Regions from separate parts of the Hordeum vulgare genome. Here region 1 is linked to region 2. A link is a contact called in public Hi-C data. All regions are on one chromosome and are shown on one strand. Each heading gives the region's core, a stretch centred on a gene start, on an enhancer-like site or on the middle of the called end of the contact. The rest is flanking DNA. Distances are from core to core; before and after follow the strand shown.

Region 1 (7,120 bases), core at 3,167-5,666, 430 kb after region 2:
TCTCTTCTCCTAATCTCCTTTCTAATTTAGGTCACATCTGATTTCAGTTCAAGGGGCCACAATTGTCACGTTACATTATGCATCGAGAAGAAATTATTGGATGGGATTGACATCAACCCCATCATAAGAAATTTTGCATCCAGGAATGTTAGAATTTTTTTAAGATAATATGTATAAATTATTTGATTCACATACTGATTTTGAATGCATTGGAGTGTTATTTTAAATTTTTGTATATACATTTTTTTTACTATGGTGTGTTTATTAAGGGCCCCAAACTTTAGTTTCGTCCCAGGCCCTAAAAATCTTAGGAATGGCCCTGCCGGCGACCCAGCTCTTTTGGATGGGATTGTTGCCGGCGATGACAGGAGTGGATGGGGCATTGCGAGATGGCGACGTTGCTATCGAAGAAACCGAACGGACTATGAGAGGTGAGAGAGAGGGAGTGGGTGTGAATTGACAAGGAAGTTGATGAGAGGGGGCATGTGGAGTTATGAGCCGACGCGTCGTCTCCCACGTGTGCAGGCTCTCGCCACACGTGGCTCGAACGAGCCTGGCTTACAAAAAACGACCGATTAACCTATTCCTCGAGAGTGAGGCCCAAGACTGCTTTAAGCTACGTGCATACCAACTTTTTCATAAGAGTCAGTTTTCTTTTTTGAGTAATTTCCATGCGAGTCATGTAACCAAACAACTAAAAATATCCCGTATGAGTCTGGTTAGAGCATCTCCAACATCCTTTGTATATTTGCACTCACTTGTTATTTTACAAATCTTGATCAAAAAACCTTCTCCAACAGCCTTTGTATAAATGGTCCTCTATCAATTTGTTTTTACAAAACTTGTTATATTTGCACCCACACTTTGCATATTTGCGAAGCCAAATTCCACTTTGTAAATTTTGAGCAAACCTTCTAAAGCCTTACTTTGTCTCAATGACAGGTGGGTCCGTGTACTAATGTGTGTGTTGCGCGTGCGTTGTGTGTGTGCGTGTGTGTACATGTGTGCTGCATGTGTACGTGTGTTGCATGTGTATAAGTGTACGCGTGTGTGCATGTGTACGTGGATGCGAGTTGTGCTAAAAATACATATACATGTACGTATGATAGTGGGCAATGTGTCTATGACAAACTGTCCCCACATGTTATTGTGTGTTTTGAGAAAATATTACAATCTAATATACAAACGCTACCAAAGCAAAAAAATATGTTGGCTTTGTAAACCTTCTTTCTTCTTTTGCTATAACAAATTTTTAACAATCTACTTCCTCCGTTCCTAAATATAAGTCTTTTAAGGGATTTTACTAGGAGTCTACATACGGAACAAAATGAGTGAATCTACATTTTAAAATATGTCTATATACATCCGTATGTAGCCTACTAGTGAAATGTCTAAAAAGACTTATATTTAGGAACGGAGTCTCTCTCTAATAATAAAGCGTCTAAGGCTTCTGTTGTCCGTAGTGGCTATTTTACAGAAAGGCCCCTGATGTTTGCTGAAATCAACCCGCAGTACTGTTTTAGTCAGAAAAATGAATCGTTTTTTTGAATGTTTCAGAAAACCCCGTGATATTTCAGGTAATCAACCCGCAGTCCGGATTTAAGTCAGAAAACGAATCGTTTTTTGCTTTTCTCAGAAAACCCATTGATGTTTTAGGTAAATAACCCGCCCTCCATTTTTAAGTCAGTCAAAACGTTTTTTTTGTTTTAACAAAAAAACCCCAACTTTTCAGTTAATCAGTCCACATTTTATCTAAAACAAAAGTATTCATATTTTTTAAACCGTAACTCCGATTTTAACATGTTATATATGAAATTTGATTAAAAAAATGTAGAATCTAAATAGGATGTTATTTTTAGCTGTTCAATACTTATTAAATATTATTTTTGATGCAAACTTAATTTGTAGTGCACAATCCTTTTTTTTCTCTCTTTCCAACGACGATACGAATTGCAATAAACATCCATTAAATTAAAACCAAATTGAAAGGAAAGAAAACCATCGTTAACCACACATGCACACCTTTAGAAAACCTCATGAGGAGAAACAACATATTTATCATCTTATTTCGAGTGATTGTACATTCAAACGCATTTTCGTTGTATGAGCACTAATGTCATCATCGGCAACACAAATGTGTTATCATGTGAAAATATATTACGTTCAGAGCGTGTGTTATTTTCTCTTGCGTTGCAACGCACGGGCTCTTTTGCTAGTAATATATAAAGGCTATTGGTGATGCTCTTAGAGCATCTCTAGTAGAACCCTCAAACCCTTAAATGTAAAATCAGTTTTAAGGGTTGAGAATTGCCCATTTTTGACACTTTTAAGGGTTGAAAAACAAGGGCAAAGACTAGAACCCTCAAACCCAACCCTTATAACGGAATATTCCGTTATAAGGGTTGGGTTTGAGGGTTCTACTCTTTACCCCAACCCCAAACCTTACAACTGTCATTTCATATATCACACATTTCATCACATTTCATCATATGACATATCACAAATTCAATCACATTTGACATAAAACAATAATCATTCTAGTTATTATTACAGCACCGAATAAAACAATAATCATTCAAATTATTACAACAATGTTTGAGCAAATTACAACATAAAACAATGTTTGAGCAAATTACAACAATTGTTCGAATCAAATAGGACATAGAAAAGTAAAACAAAGATACATCATGGGCCAATACGCCGCCCATCCAACTGCCAGTGGTGCTCTACTAGACCATCCCGGAGACGACCATGAGTGGTTGCATCCTCAATCTCACGATGTGCTTCAAGAAAGGCGTGTATGCGAGAAGGGTTTCTTTCCGGTTGCACACACGTACCAACATTGTCATAGAAACAAGGGAGGTTTAACCCTCTCTCATCCTCTAAGATCATGTTGTGTAGAATCACACAACATTTCATGATGTTCACCAAGGTTTTCTTGTCCCAAAACTGAGCTGGACCCCGAACTATGGCAACCCTTGCTTGTAAAACACCAAAAGCTCTCTCAATATCTTTGCGGGCTGCCTCTTGTGCCTTGGTGAAATGAGCCTCTTTTCTTGTTAAGGGCACCCCATTTTTCTCCTTGATGGACTTCACAAGAGTTGCCCATGCGGGATAGATGCCATCGGTGAGATAGTATCCCATTGAATACTCATTGTTCATGATTTTGTAGTTGCAAGCTGGAGCATCCCCAGAAATGAAGAAAAAAGCAAAAATTCGAACCTGCAGAGGGTTGGCCGGGACGGGGCGGCGGCGCTGGGAGGGGCGGCCGGCACGGGGCGGCGGAGCGGAGGGCCGGCCGGGGCGGAGGCGCTGCGGAGGGCCGGCGTGGACGGGCTGCGGAGGGCGGGGCGGAGGCGCTGCGGAGGCAGGCGTGGACAGGGCGGCGGCGGAGGGACGACCGGGGCGTGGCGGCGGAGGGACGGCCGGGGCGGCGGCGGCAGAGGGCGGCCGGGGCGGGGCGTGGCGGCGGAGGGACGGCCGCGCGATGCGAACGGGGCAGGCGGCGGAGGGCGGGCCGGCGGCGGCAGAGGGCGGCCGGGGCGGGGCGCAGGCGGCGGAGGGCGGCTGGGGCGGGGCGGCGGCGGATCGAGGGAGGGGCGGCGGAGCGGAGCGGCGGCGGCGCTGCGGAGGGATGGAAGGAAGCTGAAACTTCCTCCCGCGCTCGCGAGGAAATGGAGTGCAGGTTGGGGGGAGAAACTCCCCCCAACCCTCACTTCTACATGCTGCGATGGCGTTTGAGGGTCGGACCTTTAAAAATATTTACGGGTTTAAGGGTTTAAGGGTTCTAGTCTACGCCGTTTTTCAAACGAAAACTGAAAAAAATATTATTTTTAAGGGTTTGGGAGTTTGAGGGCTCTACGAGAGATGCTCTTAGGTGGCAACCCGTCCGTGGAGATGCTCCCAGCTGCGGTTGTAGTGATGGTTGGCAAGTTTAAGGGCTGAGGCGAAATACTAGTTAGGCAGGGGTGTTTTCCGGGTACGGAGGCAAATAAGGTGGGAGGATAGAGCGCAATATTTGAGTAAAGGATCCTTAGGGCCGACGTGGCGCAGCGGCAGCCTTGATTTAGATAAGCACCCTCTCCAGCCACACGTTTCCGCCTCCACTCAACCTTTTGCTTGGCCCATCTGCTCACACCTCACCAGCCCGGCCCCACCATAGCACTGACCGGCGGGCCCCATCCGTTCGTCTGGCCCGCCCGTCATTGTGTCGCTTTGGTCGTTAAGTAGAGGAATCCCCTCCTCATTTCCTCTTCTCCCCTTCCACCACAATTATAAGCAGCAGCAGCCGCCTAGACGCTTCGTCGCGTCCACAAGAACAGCGCCCCCCCCCCCCCCCCCCCCGCCGTCCCCCCCCCCCCCCCCCCCCTCCCCCGAGGTTTGTGCTTCCTCTGTAGATTTGTTCTCCCCTCAATTGATGTACTCTTTGCTCTCCCTGTGAGATTTCGTTCGTAAGGCTAGTTCTTTTTCTACTTCTGCCGGTAGCTAGCTTTGTGTTCTTCAACTGTTCTTGTATATGTGTGGCCGAAAGAAAAATAAATAAAAGAACTAGCTAGTTTTCGGATTTGATCTTTCTTCATTGGGCTCAGGGCATCATGAGATCTGTGATACTTCCGTTTCACTATTGTCGTGATTTGCTTTTCAAGACCAGAAAATTAATAACTCGTGTGCACGGAATTTATTAATCGGTCAGAGTGTATGATACGAGTAGCAGCAGCCCTGTAAAAAGTTCTGCCTTTCGCTTAGCTTTGAAAGAAACAGAAATCGTTTTTGATGCTTAGATTTGATTACTTGTCCCTTTCTGCTCGGGTATTTGCAAACTGCTTAACCCTGGATTAAAAGAAATCCTGAATCGATGAATCATAACTCCACTAGTCACCCATGAATACAAAATTTGCTTGTCTGACATACATGTAGTTTGGTTGATGTTTTAATAGTGTCATACCTCTTCAGATGAGTAGCATGTCGTGTTATATCCTGCCAGAATGTGGAAGCATCTTCCCATCTGGCGATGAACTCGTTGAGAATCAAAAGACAGAGCAAGGGAATTACTGGACGCAGTGGAATTCAAGGATGTCTGATGATTTCAACACAACAAGCATATACTCACATGAGCCTGAGAATGGAGTCGAACAATGTTTCGACCACGCCGATGAACATGAGAGGAGCAGCCAACAGGAGAGGTCTTCAGCGCGTGCCAGAGTTGCATCTTCAGATTGTAGCACAGGGCCTTCGGAAGATCAATCTGAGGGGCCAGCACAGTTGGAGCTACAGCACACCAAGGAAACGAACGACATCTTCTTGTATGTACACAACACTAGTGCAGTGCTTTACTAAAGCCTCATATAGAAAGTAATGTGCGAGTGATCGCTGTAGGTCTTATGCATGGTTGTAAACCCATCTGTCCAAAACCTTTTTCAGGAGTCAATTTTCGGATGATGAAATGAGGATGATGGATGCGCCATTTCAGGCACTTGATATGTTCCCTGGCTCCATGCACAGGCTGCTGTCCTATGAGAACATGCTGAGTGGAGTATTAACCGATTCCCAAAATCAAGAAGCAAATCCGGGTCATAATGAAATGGACACCATGGATACTTGCGGCTTTCCTTTGTTCAGCCATGACTTGCAAAATGATCCTAGCAGCGCTGATGGGAGCTTACGAACACTACTAAGTGCCTCCCAGGACAAGGTATAATCTTTTTCCAGTGCACAAGATTGTTTGTCCAAGGATCTATAGTTACTGAATAAACTACTTATCTGACTTGAACTATTTTTTATATATTAAATTGCAGGCTGAGGTGAGCACCATGAAGAGGAGCAGGTCAGTGGCTGAGATTGAGAGCTCCTCGAATGGGGAAGTAGCAGTGCTTGAGGAGCTCGAAGATGTCATGTTTCAGGTATGTCCACCAGAAGAGGGGTCACCATTTTGGCACGTCCAGCTAGTTCATGTAACCTTTGCATCTTTACATGTCTGTAACTATGAAACATCTTCTTCTGAAGCTGACAAAGAAGACACGTGTATGCCTCCGTGACGCTTTCTACAGGCTGGCTGAAAGCTCAGAAGCGCAGTGCACTGCTGCAAATGGAGGAACAGTCACTTGCTCAAACGAGCAAAGTTTTCAGCAATCAGAGGGCACTGAATCTAGGTACAGAGTCTGGAGCAATTATAGATTTTTTACCATGTTATGCTTCCTGATACTAGTACGGCCCAGTTTTTCTGTAGTCTGAATGTGTTGCTAATCCTAATGGTTCTCACTGGACAATTTCAGCACCTCAACATCAGACCGTGCAGAACGGGAGACGAACGCAATAGACAGAACTGTGGCGATCCTCGCGTTCAAGCCTGCTGGCTCAGCTACACGGGAATGAATGCTGCGCTGATGATCCTGAGTCATCCATGCCTGGCTGGATCATCAAAGGTGAAGGAGGAGGCTTAGCGTTCGAAAGTACTTCCGTCCGCATCCTCGTCATTTTGCTTAATGTAGAGATGTAAATGTACTACATAGGTTGCTAGGACATTTTGTTCTGAGCTTGCAAGTAGAGAGAGCCGGCATGGTACAGGTTGATCATGTATAATGACTTGATCTCTTTGTCATTTTTTGCCGGCAGAAGAATGATGATATGTGTACTGTTAGTTACAGTAAGACTATGAACCGCATTTTGGATTCCAAATATTCATTCTTGTTTCGGATTGAAATGGCATAATGATCCGTAAGCCAGCAACTGTTGCATTTTGGGACAATTTATGAAGCCTACGATTTTTGGAGATCGTAGGCTTCATAAATCTATGGGAGGCGCCGCAGGAAGTTAATCTTCGTCATTCTTTTTTCATGAACCCAAATTTGTGACGCGCACATAAAAAACATAAACTTTTTATAAAGCCCAACCAATGATAATTTAATATTAAAACAACGGTCAAAAGCTGGCCTAAGTCTACATAAATTTAACTAAGACATAAATAGATATATAAAAAAGCTGTCGCCACCGCACGGACCGTCCTAGGCGTCGTCGTCCTCATCCTCGCCCGAGGCGGTGAGGTCGATGAGCTCCGGCGCTAGGCTAGCTTAGGGAAAAGACGCCTCCCACGCGTGAGCAGCATCCAGCGCCGGTGGCTCCG
Region 2 (6,553 bases), core at 9-2,508:
TTGTATTGTTGTAGCATTCGCCCGACAATGGTGTCACTGATTGCAACTCTCGCAAACGTGGATGAAGCATTTCCATTGTACAGTTGTAGCATCCGTCAACCTATGTCGACGTCGGTTGCAGCTCCTGTGTAAATGAGTTGCAACTCTGCATAAATTGGATGTAGCTTCTTCAGATACGGTTGTAACAAATGACTATGACCGCGTCTTCGGTTGCATCTCCGGTTCCAGCAAAAACCATTGCCGGATGCAACATCTCCCAACGTCGGTTCGAGCATATATGAGAGCTTGTTGCGACATCCACATCCGACGGTTTGGGGAAATCCATGGTCGAAAGCACCGGCGGAGCGATCGTAGTTTTGCAGCACGCTGGTCGTCGTCGCCATCGCTGGTTGTCTCTCGTCACGCAGCAAAAACGGGAGTGGTGTGGGAAGATTAGCTCGCGAGCTGGGGGATGGCAACCATTGCCGCTCGATAGCTCATCTCCGACGAGATGTTGTCGTGTTCTCTACAAGGAGGTTGCAGCAGAGAGGAAAGTGCAGCGCGAGGCAGGGTGTAGGTGAGAAGATACTAAGAGAGAAAAGAGGATGAGCAGTTTGGATGGGTTCCCGTTCCATTGGTGTCGCAATCTTAATCGATGGATGTTGCACATCAAGAATTTTATAATAGTTCACCCAAAAAAATTTATAATAGTTCACCCGAAACGCTAGATTTGTCTCTCATTCCACATCAAGAATTTTATAATAGTTCACCCAAAAAAGAAAATTATGGTACCACTAGTTGGTCTCGTTAAGATAAAGCTGATGTTATTCATTGTAATACTTCCTTCATTCAAAAAAATTGTCGTAGAAATAAATATATTTCGATGTATTTTAGTTTTACATATATATATTTGTATTTATCTAGATACATCTATTTTTATCTATTTTTATAATAAGTAATTTCGGATGAAGAAAATAAATGCTTATCCATCGGACAAGCAAGGGGGCCAAAAATGATGCCAGCTCTGAACCCACGAGTACGACAGTGGTCCTGCTAGCTAGCTCACGCTCGCGAGGGGCCACTCGCTTATTTCCAGTTTTGCCGGGAGAAACATGCTCGTGGTTTGGTTTCCGGCTGGACTGGGTGGAGGAAAAGGATCGTGTCAAAGGCCACGTGGCAAAACGCCAGCCTAGATTTAGATTGCATCTCTCTCCATCTCTCTGATCGCGCTCTCCAGCCACAAGAAAATCGTCTCAAGACTCCAAGACATCTTTTGCTTGGCGCACAGCTTACCTAACGCACCGTCCCGGGGCCCACTTGTATGTCGACCCATTCTCCTAGACGTTGTAATCGGCTAAATCTAGGACCAGAATAGCAATATGCGGTTCGTTTTAAATTCATTAGAGAAACTTCAACGGGTCAATCCAAACGGATGGTGATTTTGTTCGTGTTTTGTCCGTTTGGGTCGGCTAGGCGGATACGAACGTCCGCTTTCGTAAATGGGTCAGCGCATGCCAACGCTGGCCGGACCTATTTTTGCCGGCGTCCGGAAAAAATTACATAAATGCATAATTAAACATTAAAAGCCGGTCACGAAGGCCGGCGAGAGTCCACGCGTCCGCATTACACTAAATAAACATAAATAGAAAACCTAAAACTACGAGGACAGCCCTAGGCAGCGTCGTTGTCGTCATCGGGGCCGGTGAGGTCGACCAGCGTAGGCGCAGGGCTAGCCCAGTGGAACGTCGAGTTCTAGAGCGCAGCTGCCTGCGCCTACATCGTCTGTCCTGCCGGCGCGGGCTTTGCTGGTGGTGGTGGCAGCGTAGTAGCACGGGCACACTACTCCGCCTCCGCCTCCCATCGTTCCTCCTCCGCCTCCTTCTCCACCTCCATAAGCCGAAGGCCTTCGACGCGCTCCGCCCATAGGTGTTGCGCCCTCTAGTGCTCGAGTTACACTTGATCCTGCTGCGGTGTCGCGCCCAGCCAGATGGGCAGCGCAGTGACTAACTCCTGGACGACGTCGGTCCACTGGTACACTTCCCGCGGCTCCGTGCGCTCGGGCTTCGGTTGAGGTGGCACGACGCAGTCGGCGGCGGCCGACAGCGCGATGGCCTCCGCGAGCTGTTGCTGGTACGCCGCTTCCTCATCGGCCCTGCGTCGCGCTTCCTTCTCGCTGTCGTGGAGAACAGCAGCAAGCGCCGCCTGGTAGGCGGCCTCAGCCTCCTGATCCTCGTCGCTGACGATAGGAGGGGGGCGACGGAGGGCCTCACGCCACGACGATGCTGCGCCTCGTGCTTCACAGTGAACCACACCTCCCAGTTAGGGGAGTCGTACGCATACGTAAGGTATCGCCACTGCTCCGCCGTCAGCAGACGACGACGGCGGCTCACCTCCTCCGCATGCACCCGCGTCAACCGCGGCACGGCCGGCACCGGAATCCTCTCCGGATCCAGATGCCAGCCGTGCGGCAGCATGGCATCGGGGTAAGGGAGCAGCACCCGGTGCTCGTAGTGCCACCGCGCTTGGTGCACCGGGACGCTCACGCGCTCGCAAGGCCGGTGGGAAGACGACGGCGGGGAGATGACGCAGGGGTAGAGCGGGGCCTTGCCCTTGTTTGGGAAGCCGCCGACCATGGTGCTAGGGTTTTTGTCTCTTGGTCGTCGAGGAGGTGGCTGGATGTGGACGGGCGGGGTTCTGGAAGCAGATGGCGGAACCCATCGCATGCTCGGATTAAATATAGCCGGCCGTCATAAATAATGTTGACCGCGGTGGTTGGGGGCGGACACCGAGAGGGCGCGCGTGCGTCCGCGGCGCATTTCAGTTCCAAATTTGGGTTGGAAATGGGTCGGCGCGGACGCGAAGCGGACGCGTTTTGGCAATGGATCGACGCGTTGGGTCATCATTTTTGTCTACGCCGACCCAAACGAACGGCGGCAGACGAAATGGGTCGCCTCATTGAAATTGCTCTTATACTTCGTATGTGGTAGTGCTTTGTTGATTATTTGTGCCGTCTTGTACAATGTTTGTTTAGCTGTGAGTCTAATTGGTTCGTGTGGTCACATGATTCGACTATTTTATACTCTCTTCGTTTCAGAATACAAATTTTTTAAAAGATTTCACTACAGCCTAGATATAGATGTATATAAACATAATTTAAAGTATAAATTCATTCATTTTGTCTCATACGTAATCCATAATAAAATTTCTAAAAATACTTATATTTAGAAAAAAAGAGATTAATTAAGAGAAATCTAATGTGAGGGCGTTATCTACTCTCTTTGTTCCTAAATATAAGTCTTTCTATAAATTCAACTAAATACTACATACAGATGTATATAGACATAATTTAGAATACAAGATTTAACCTGGCTTTTAACTTGGACCTGCTATATAATACATATTTGTAAGCGAGCTATGTATGTACTATTGATATCTGATCTTAGCATGTACTATTATATATGTAAAGTACGATTTGCAGTTTTAAATTGGCACTGATAATTAATGCATCTGATCTATGCCGTCTTGTTAAAGGAAACACTCGGCAAAACCATTCTAATTAACTGAGACCACAAATATGAATACTAAAATATGCGCAAGAGCAGATAAAACATAGGGTCACCAACATGGATACAAATATTCTGGAACACCATGAATTGATGCAACAAAAGTTTCTTGTTCTCTTCATTTTGAGAAAACAGAGCAGAATAGAAAAATAGATAGATATACTGGTGGAATGTGTCTACATTAGGTATTGTCCGACCCTTTTTACACCTAAGTAGAGTAATAAGCCTGAATAAGGCAGCTGTTAGAGTGAGCGTGGTCATTAAGATAACTGGTCTCAAAATGCATAGATAGTTTTCCAAATACATAGTAGAATCACACATTGCCGCAGGTCAGTTAAAATAATACTCCACCTAATCAATAAAACAATGTTGCAAGCGATGATTAGGGGATAACGAAGTTCGAACATGGGAGAACTAAGAATTAAGAATCACATAGGAGAATTAAGAATTAAGAATCACATGGGACAATTCTTACACAAAGTTCGAACATGAAATATATTTTTGGTTGGATCACGAAGCTCGTTTTAATTTTGAAAAAAGGAAGAATGATGCATCTGCAAACCAAGATCTTGGTAAAAGGCAACTTATTGAAGTTGTGGTTCAGTAAAGACTCACAATCACTTCTTTGTGTGAATCCAACGTCTTCCAAGCAACATACTTTAACCAGAAGCGTGAGTCTATTTTGTGACCATACATTTCCGCAGTGGGGACAGACGGGATGAAATCCCTCATATTTGAACTAAATATTCTTTCGTTCACTTTGTAAAATAGCAGGACATCGTTGTACCTCATTTAATGTAAGTAAATCTTATTTGGCCTAGCAAAAATAGAACCTGAATGTGTGCCTCCCAAAAAGCAACGAAGCACATTTGTTTTTTTCACCTTTGGGAAACATCAAAAGAAAACGCAAGCTCGCGAATCTATTGCTAATAGCTGTATTGGAATGAACATGTGTGCTCCCTAAGTTATCAAATTGATAAACTTAGAAAAAGGATAGACATCATGACTCCGTCCAATAATTGAGCGAGCGCACAAAATACTGAATCGAGACCATGCATGTTGTTATCCTCTATTCACCATCCATTACAAAAAAACAATCAATAAATTTTATTTGAGCTTTTAAATGGCAGAAAAACCCACCTAATAACAGGCATCTATCACATCATATACCTGAAAGAATGGATACATAAAATACGGCCTGTAAACGTACCCCAAAATTGACAATGGTTGAATGAACGTTTTGCTCAGAGCAAAAGAGATGCTAGGGGTGGAGGAGCTGAGGGACTCACGTGAAGTCTGAGCCGGAGCAGAAGTAGCCACTACGGTCGTCGCATGGCCGTGAAATCCCAGGAGTAACCGAAGTGGTAGACCATGAGAAATGGCACCGCTGATCGGAGGCTCCGTCCAAATACCCGCCGCCGCGTTCTCTTTTCACAAAGATTTGCTCAAAGAGACACGCACGGTAGAGACAGAGGCCTAACGTAACTTAAGTGTCCTGTCTAAGGGTATCTTATTATTAGCTGGAGGATCACAGAGAAGATTCCGACTGGATGACCATGGAGAAAATTTGTCATTTTCAACACATGGCTTCGTAAAATTGTCACTTTCAACGTTGGCTTCGCGAAATTGCCACTCTGATCGTTGGCTCCTTGATTACCATACCACTTCCCTCCTTTTAGTGATTTTCTTTTATCTTTTTACATTTATAAACACATGAAAATACAAAACTACCTCTGATTATATGTTCACGTACTACACGTTCTGATTGATGAGATCTCCTGATTGATACAACGCGCATCTGCTGCCCAGAATACGTGTATGCTGCCGCCACCAATCGCCTATACGCAACGGCCGATCTCTTCAACGTCGTGCGCCGTCGATCTCGTCAACGTCGTGACGCCGATCTCGTCGACACTTCGTCAACGTCGTCTGCCGTCGATCTCGTCGACGCTCTCGTCAACGTCGTCTGCTGCTGATCTCGTTGACGCTTTCATCAACGTCGTCTGCCGCCGATCTCGTCGACGCCTTATTCATTGATTCTGGACGGTATAATGTTGCTATTCTTCCACTTTCTGAAAAGGACTGTCAATGTGTCTCTCGGGCGGGGCGGTCGGTCGGGCGGTCACCAGCTTGTTCTTCCCTGCTCCATACAGATAATCAGATGTATGTACAATTAGGGATAGTTTGGTCTTTTCTTATGCTTATAAATGTAAAAAAGAAAATGGAAATCACTAAAAAGAGAGAAGTGGTATGGTAATCAAGGAGCCAACGATCAGAGTGGCAATTTTGAGAAGCCAACATTGAAAGTGGCAATTTTGCGAAGCCAGGTATTGAAAATGGCAAATAACCAATTTTCTCGATCACCATGACAACTAAAAAGTCACTCGATACGAAGTCATTCAAAAGATATTCCCCTTCACTCGATAATAAACTTTCATTCGGAAGATACCAGTCAACACACGAGACCAGAAGCCACCTTCACGGAGGCCAACGGGCATGCGTTCAGCTTATATTCACTCTATATGTAAGCGTATGTATGTTATTAGTAACGTACACCTTTAAACCTCATTGATCGGACCCTTAGATGCTGAGGCCTTGATGCGGGGTAGCGCACTCTATATAAGCCAGCCCTCTCCTCTGGCACAGTGGTTGGCACCCCTTGTAACACACATTCCACACTACAAGAGCTCCCGAGCACTGAGACGTAGAGCTATTACCTCTAAGAGAGGGGTCTGAACTCATATATCTTGTGTACAAGCTTGCCGTAGCTAGGACTCTACCCTCTCCATTCGTACCCTACACCTCTACTATGAGGTTTGTTCCCATGATAGTTGGCGCCCACCGTGGGGCAGGCGTCTAAGCGACTTCTGGCAAGTTTGCATTTTTCACTCTCCGTCATATCTTCCGACTGCGATTCGTTCATGGGCGGCGAGATCCGCTTCGGTGCGCTCATCTTCGTCGCCGATGACTCGACATGGCTTCAGGAAGCGCCACTCAACATCGAGGGCTCC

Evidence for each region. Hi-C and Micro-C count contacts between places; a contact is called where the count stands out from the background.
Region 1: a Hi-C map of leaf shows a contact between it and region 2, with 2.8 times the contacts expected there. The contact joins the promoter of LOC123443562 here to the enhancer-like site in region 2. A contact is called at or near these places in 1 of 6 Hi-C or Micro-C datasets (leaf) and 1 of 1 datasets of contacts at active chromatin or transcription factors (embryo).

The regions. Positions count from the first base shown.
Region 1 is chr3H:224,336,831-224,343,950 of MorexV3_pseudomolecules_assembly, forward strand. It overlaps LOC123443562 (protein LNK4-like), which reads left to right and starts at 4,417. Exons shown (of 5, transcript XM_045119984.1): 1 at 4,417-5,303; 2 at 5,422-5,692; 3 at 5,796-5,900; 4 at 6,004-6,149; 5 at 6,273-6,722. The coding sequence starts at 4,954. The coding sequence ends at 6,372.
Region 2 is chr3H:223,912,868-223,919,420 of MorexV3_pseudomolecules_assembly, forward strand. No RefSeq gene overlaps it. Among protein-coding and RNA genes, the nearest start is that of LOC123439822, 48 kb to the left of the region's middle. Within about 2 kb of position 1,259, at least 3 of the 3 cell types and tissues checked have open chromatin away from gene starts, as enhancers often do. A contact at or near this core is called in leaf, where this site is marked.